2 separate regions of the Sus scrofa genome follow, and region 2 is linked to region 1. Evidence: chromatin contacts called from public Hi-C data. All regions are on one chromosome and are shown on one strand. The core of a region is the stretch at or near the end of the contact, and the rest is flanking DNA. Distances in the headings are between cores, read along the strand shown.

Region 1 (3,366 bases), core at 544-3,043:
GCTGATCCTGTTGCTCCACAGCAGGAACTCTGAAAGTTCTTTATTTTGGTTATTAGACTAGAATCTACCTTCGTATAATTTCTGCTAACTGGCTCATGTCTAATCTCTTAAAGCAGGTTTTTTGCAACACTTTTTTCCTCCATGACACGTAACTCTGACCTCCAAAAGCATTTCAGTAGGCATTTGCTCAAGCGCTTGTGCAACATGTTTTGTTGAGAATCTACTAGGTGCCAGGCACTGAGAGAAGAACAGAGCATGAAAGAGACAAAAACTCCTGCCTCGCAGACCCTCTATTTATTATTGCTTATAATAATAATAATAAAATAACCATTATGTCAAGAGACGATAAGTAGAAAAAATAAATAAGGCAAAGAAGGGGGTTAGTACCCAGGATACATTGTTATTTTTATTATATTTTTTCTTTTTTGGCCACCCTGTGTCATATGAAATTCCCATATGGGCCAGGGATCAGACCTGAGCTGCAGTTTCAAATACCAGATCTTAACCCACTGTGCCAGGCTGGGGATGTGTCCCAGTGTTCCAGCCATGCTGCCTATCCCATTGAGCTACAGCTGGAACTCCAGGGTATGTTTTTAAACAGGGTAGTAAAAGGCCACACTGAGTAAGTGCCTTAAAGAGGGGATGGAGCAAGCAAGTCATGCAGAGACACAGAGGGAGCAGTAAGTGCAAAGGCCCTGGGGCAGCAAAGGCTGAGGCGCAGATGGGCTTCAGGACAGACATGATTCTATGGAGTCTGGGAAAAACTCCAGGCTTAGCTCTCCACTCAACAAGGGACTGGGAATGCAGTGAGACAAGAAGGATGTCTCAGAGATGAGCCTTGAATCTGCTCTCACTTCTTTTGCAACATACTTTAGGACTTTGTTATTAGCAACAGATTATGCTGGCAACACACCTCACAGCAAGGACGGCTCCCCGAGGCAGTGCCACAGATGCTCCCCTTGCCACAGATGCAACCTGCTCAGCCCAGCCCACTCCGTGGAGAAGAGAAGGGAGAGCTCGCATCCCTCACTGTCCTGTCCCCCTCTGGCCCCCCTCCAGCCTGTCTGGTCAATCAATCAGTCTCCATCCTTCCTGAAATCACAATGTGCAGCTCACAACACGAAAGATGGAGAAGAGGCACGCTGCGTATTGGTTCACACACAACTCAGGTTGCCTTAACCCAGACGCGTGACCCCCATGTTGGGGAGTCCGCAGGCGGCCCGCCCGCCCCCCTCGCATCCACGTCACCTCCAATACCAGAAACATGTATCACTCGGATCCATTCCCTTTTTTTAAGATGTTCCCAGGAAAATCTGTATTTAATTTATGGGCAATTTATAATGGAAATAGACCATATAAAATGTATACAAATGTGCAGGGCTGTATATAGGGCTTGGAGGAGACAGTTGAGCTTAGCAATAATTAACGTGAAGGGTCTCTTCCCCGCTGCCAGGTAGACGTTTGGATGGCCCGTCCTTTCATTAAACTTAAACCAGAAAGGGCTCGGGGGCCGAAGTCCAAACATTCCTCAACTCTACGGAGGACGTCAGGACACAGAGCCGACGACAATACATTTCACCAGGATTGCCAAAGCCCTGTTTAAGTTTCGAAGATGCCTGTATTGCATTACTTGGACAGAGGGAGCCAGCCTGCACACCACAATCAATTTTCCAGAGGAACAAAACCATTTCCAGCCAAACCAACCCCAAACCCACGTGAGGCCACGGATTCGCAAGGCGGTCCACAGACACACGGGACACCTGTCTGTCCCTCCCCCAGGGCTCCTCAGCCGCCAGAGGCAGGACACCCGCTGCTCCCAGCCCAGGGCCGCCCTGCTCGAGTCAAAGAGGAGTTACAGAGAACCTCAGAGTTGCCAAAAACTATTTCCAGGGGACTTTGATCAACTGATGCTGTAATCTCTGAAGGGAAACATACTTCACTTAGAAGGTATTCTTTGGTGTCATTCCCAAGGAGAAGGCATACTTGTTTTTGGAAGAACAGAACGTCTCTCTCGCTCGCTCTTTCTCTCTTTTTCTTCTTATTCTTCCCCCTCTCCTCTCTCTCGCCGTCCCTCTCTCCCCCAGCTACAAGCACCCTAGTTATGACGACGCACAAACATCCTTGCTGGACACAGGGAGAGATCACAGAACATGCTGTCGGCCAGAAAAGCGAATATGCGACAAGGCCCAATGAGAAGCCAAAATCCTAGATGGTGGCAACGCCACAGTCTAAGGGCCAAACCCCAGGCTCTAGCCTGTCCCGCCACCCCCACCCCGTCCCCCGCCCCTGTGGGCCTCCCCCAGCCTCCACTGGCTGAGTCCTCCTCCTCCCTGACCCCACCCAGGGGGAGACCCCATTGTGAGAGAGGTGCTCCCTCCCCAAGACACGCGTGGGTCCCTCGGATCCTCTGAGTGCCGTGGTGAAGTGTGGTACATTTAAATAAGTTTTTCCTGGCATATTCTGACGCGGCTTAGATCAACGACCTCATTTTTCAACAATGAAAAGATTAAACAGTTGAGAAGAGTTATAAAATGATTTAACACGCTATTAAGCGGAGATGTAAACTATCAAAGTTTAAGTGTCCAGAGAGAGACTTAAATATCAATTATATTCGAATCCAATTTGTATGCAGCTCCCCCCACGCCCCCTCCCAGGAGCCCACGCCGGGGCCGCGGTGGGGACACACGGCCCTCCGAACACGACTTTGGAAATCCAGTTCCAGAGCGCTGTTTGCATGAGAATTTGTCGCGGCCCGGGAAACCATGCTCGGTCGGTTCACGACACATTTTTTCTTGAAATAGAGAACAAAATCAAAAACGTCAGGGCTGTGTATCCACGTTGAATGATGGGAAAGGGCCGCTAAGTCCCTCGTTTGAAACCAGAGTAGGACTCTCACTTCTGAACTCTCCCCGGTTCAGTGCTGGCAACTTTGCAAAGGGTTTTTTTCCCCAAATTACCTTGTAAGGCAAAATGGAAAAAACAAAATTCTTTTCTTCATCTGTTTCCTCTCCTTGCATTAACGTTTTAAAATATAGGTTCTCTGGTCTCACATTCCTCCCCCAAACAATTCAGCCCAAAACCTGCAGCCTCAGATACTGACATCCTCTCGAATTGCAGGGCACCTAGTTTACCACATCCAGCGCCCGGAGACCCCCGGTGCCTCCTGCCTCCTTTCACCTCTGGGCCCCTGGACAGGTTCCGACCCCATGGGCCCCGCAGGAGGATGACTCAATAACCCGTTTGATAGATTCCAACCACGAGATGGAAGGGAGAGCGGACCCCACTGCATAAGGAGGTCTGGGTCCCTTTTCATAGAACACAGATGTTCCCTGGCCCCCTTACTGTCTTTCTGTCTTCGCTTCAACT
Region 2 (3,366 bases), core at 241-2,740, 650 kb before region 1:
TGGACAATGCAAACGCAACAGTGACTGGGGCACTGAGTTCCATGTCCCCAGGTCTGAGGGGGCCCCCCTCTACCCAGGAGGTCACTCACCAGCCTCACTCCTCTACTTCAGACCTGGAAGCGAGGAGAACAGAGGGTGGGAAAGGAGCAACGGCAAGAATCTTGATGAGGTTCAGAACAAAGACATCTCTTGCAACCCCGTTCTGAGACTCCAAAGTGATGCTGGGGCAAGGGCGACAGTAGTAGCTCATCTACAGTCTGGAAAAGTGGACCCCACTCAAGATGGGAATCAAAGAAATGGATTTTTATTTCTGGCTCTGCAACCTGAAGGTCATGTGACTCTGCTAGATTATTTAACGTTTCTGGGCCTCACTCTGCCCATCTATAAGGGGATAAAAAGAAACCTGTCCTGGAGTCATGCCCACCACAGATAACTAATAACTATTAATTATTAACTGACTACTGGTTGCAGGACTAGTATTTCCCTCCAAGTTTCTGTGAGAATTCGCTGATATAATACCTATGGCCCTGGCCTCATAAGTGATAAAAATGCACAATTTAGAAAGCAGATGAGAGAAGTCTGCCTCTCCCGGGAGCTCTGAAAAGGCTACCCCAAGATGAGGGGCTTCACAAAATGTGGGGTGCAGAATACTGATTATGTGACATAATAACAGGTGTTTGGTGGGGAAAAGTTTTCGTGGGGAACTACTCAGGAAATTGAGTTCGACAAATTTAAATAGGTTTCTGTCCTATGGGATCTCGCAGGGTGTGCAGCAAATTTCCAAGAGACATAAAAGGCAGCTCTTTCGAAGCTCACCTGACCATTGACCCCCTCTGCACCAGGTTCTCCAAAATTGTGAGTTCTCAAGTGACATATTAAAGAATAGAGTTGGGGAGAGAGCTGCTTTATGCATGTCCCTGGGAAGAAGGAATTTTCATGGAACACCTTCCCCAAAGAAATAATCTCTTTGGTTTCAGGGGCTGAGCTTACTTTTTCCCCTTTGCCAGGCATTTGACCACCGCAAGTTATTTTGCTGTTGAATTATTTATTATCTGTAAAACGGAAATAAGTATTTGTAAAGAGGACATACCAGCCAATGATTTGAGCTCCTAACTCACCAATATCTAGAGTAGCTTAGATGATGGAGATTAGCCACATGCTTTACCGCCTGAGTAGGAGATACATCCCCAGAGGCTAAAGTGAAGGATCCAGGGGGAGAAAGCAGCTGCCCAGCCTCCAGACCAAAGATATGGGGAAAATGAGCCCCATTGTTTTCTCAGGGTCTGAGACACTGGGGGAGCCACCAAAGGCCCCTACAGGAGTCATGGGTATGTACCACAGAGGAACATGGAAGAGTCTAGAAAATAAAGGACTGTCTTCTTCAAGATAACCCATGCCCCCAGGTCAATCCAGTGGTTCTGAGAACTATGAGCTGATGACAGAACTTCATTCCTGCTTATCTTCATTTGAACAAATAGAGATTTGCAATTAGCCCAGGATGGATTTTGGACCCACTTGATGACTGCCAAAAGATAGCTGGCATTGGCGCTTCCTTGGTGTCCTGGAAAAGAGCTTCCCTTTGGGGGAGATGAACGGATCTGTCTAGGGGGTGGGGCTGGTGTCAGCAAACTGGCCCACTACCTCAGAGCTTCTTTTCTAGGTCGCTAGGGCAACTCGGTGACAGGTTCACGGAAACCCCCGGAATATTCCCAGCCACACTTGCGTCTGCCCATGGTTCCTCAGCCTCCTGACCTGGCTGAGACCCAGAGGAGTTGAGCCATACACATTTGCAGCAAAGAGAAGTCCAAAGATCTCATTTTTCACTGTCTTAAAAATGCGTATGACATTACTTATATATGGACTCCTAAAAAAAGGACACGAATGGACTTACTTCAGAACAGAAACAGACTCACAGATTCTGAAAAACTTATGGTTATCCAAGGGGACAGGTGTGGGGTGGGAGGTGGAGGGATGGACTGGGGCTGTGGGATTGGCATCTGCACACTGAGGTATGTGGAATTATTAGCACAGGGAATTCTACCCAATATTCTGTGATAATCTATGTGGGAAAAGAATCTCAACGAGAATGGATGTGTGTACATGTATAACTGAATCACTTTGTTGTCGAGCAGAAATTATCACAACACTGTAAATCAACTATACTTCGATAAAACTCTAAAAAATGAAAAAAAGGCTGTTCTCAAAGTCCTCAGGTCTTTAGGTTGAATCATCTCTTTCTATATCTTCCTATATCACAACCTGATTCCTTTTTAATTGCTCCTCCACCAAATTCATTCAAGAGTTAACCAAAATTCTACACAAATCATTAGAGTAAAAGTAAGAATAAATTAAAGATTAAGCTGCAAAATGAGACCAAGTTAGCCACTGTTTTCATTGGAAAGATGCCTAATTTACATCGGTCATGAGGAAGGATTAAATGAGAGAGAAATTGCACAGCCTGCTGGGAAAAAATAGAAAGATAAAGGTCTGAGACTTTGGGTACAAGATTTCAGTTGGCCCCTACTTTATATGGTCACTGTAAGTCTCTTTTCACTTTCTTTGTTCTTCTGTAAAAGAGATAAGGTGTTGGGGTCCTTTGGGTTTAGCTTTCCAGAACCAGGGTGGGGAACAACGTTTTCTAATAGAGATTTTTGGATGTGGTTTTCTTTCTGTTTCTGTAGGTCAGAAGGAGACCAGTGATGTGAACTCCCCAGGGAACTCCTGAGAGCGTGTCTCCATCCACACAGGTCTAAGATGCTATCAGTAGAGAACTTTCCACCTTTATCAACATCTCTTATCTTCTGTCATCTGCATGGTGACTGCGAAAAATGCTCTCAGTGGGTGTTTCTGATTCATTTTTGTGATGGTCCCATGATGTCTGGAGAAGTTAAAGTTTAAACTCTCTCCCTCCCTGTCGGCCTTTATAGCTCTGTGGATTCTGCCAGTAACTGGGTGTCTTCCTAAGACTTGAGCTTTCTAGAAAGGAAGATGGCCTGAGCAGGGTAAGTGGCTATATTTGCTGAGGAGAAAACATGCCCAGCTTTTAAATGGCTCTCTTATACAGCAGCCATAAATGCGAGCCAGCCTGTCAATGCCTCCATTTTCAGAGGGTGTTATGAAGATCTCTATCTAGGAATAAACTTCCTCAAAGATAAAACAACAGGCTTGCACTTCAGAGACAATAGTAATACTGTCTTGGAGTTTGAGACACTGCTCCTCAAGGCACTTAGAGAACACAGTGTACTCTTCCCATTGATCCTGACAATTTATGTATTGTTCAGGAACTAGCCCTGAGCAAAGTCAGAGAAGAGTCCGTATTTGAAGTACTTTAAAAACATTAAAGTTGAACTTCTGTCTCCAGCAGAC

The links. Hi-C and Micro-C count contacts between places; a contact is called where the count stands out from the background.
Region 2: a Hi-C map of liver shows a contact between it and region 1, with 11 times the contacts expected there. A contact is called at or near these places in 3 of 47 Hi-C or Micro-C datasets (embryonic fibroblasts, liver and skeletal muscle).

Annotation. Positions count from the first base shown.
Region 1 is chr3:118,305,503-118,308,868 of Sscrofa11.1, reverse strand. No RefSeq gene overlaps it. Among named protein-coding and RNA genes, the nearest start is that of TTC32, 34 kb to the right of the region's middle.
Region 2 is chr3:118,955,040-118,958,405 of Sscrofa11.1, reverse strand. No RefSeq gene overlaps it. Among named protein-coding and RNA genes, the nearest start is that of RDH14, 500 kb to the left of the region's middle.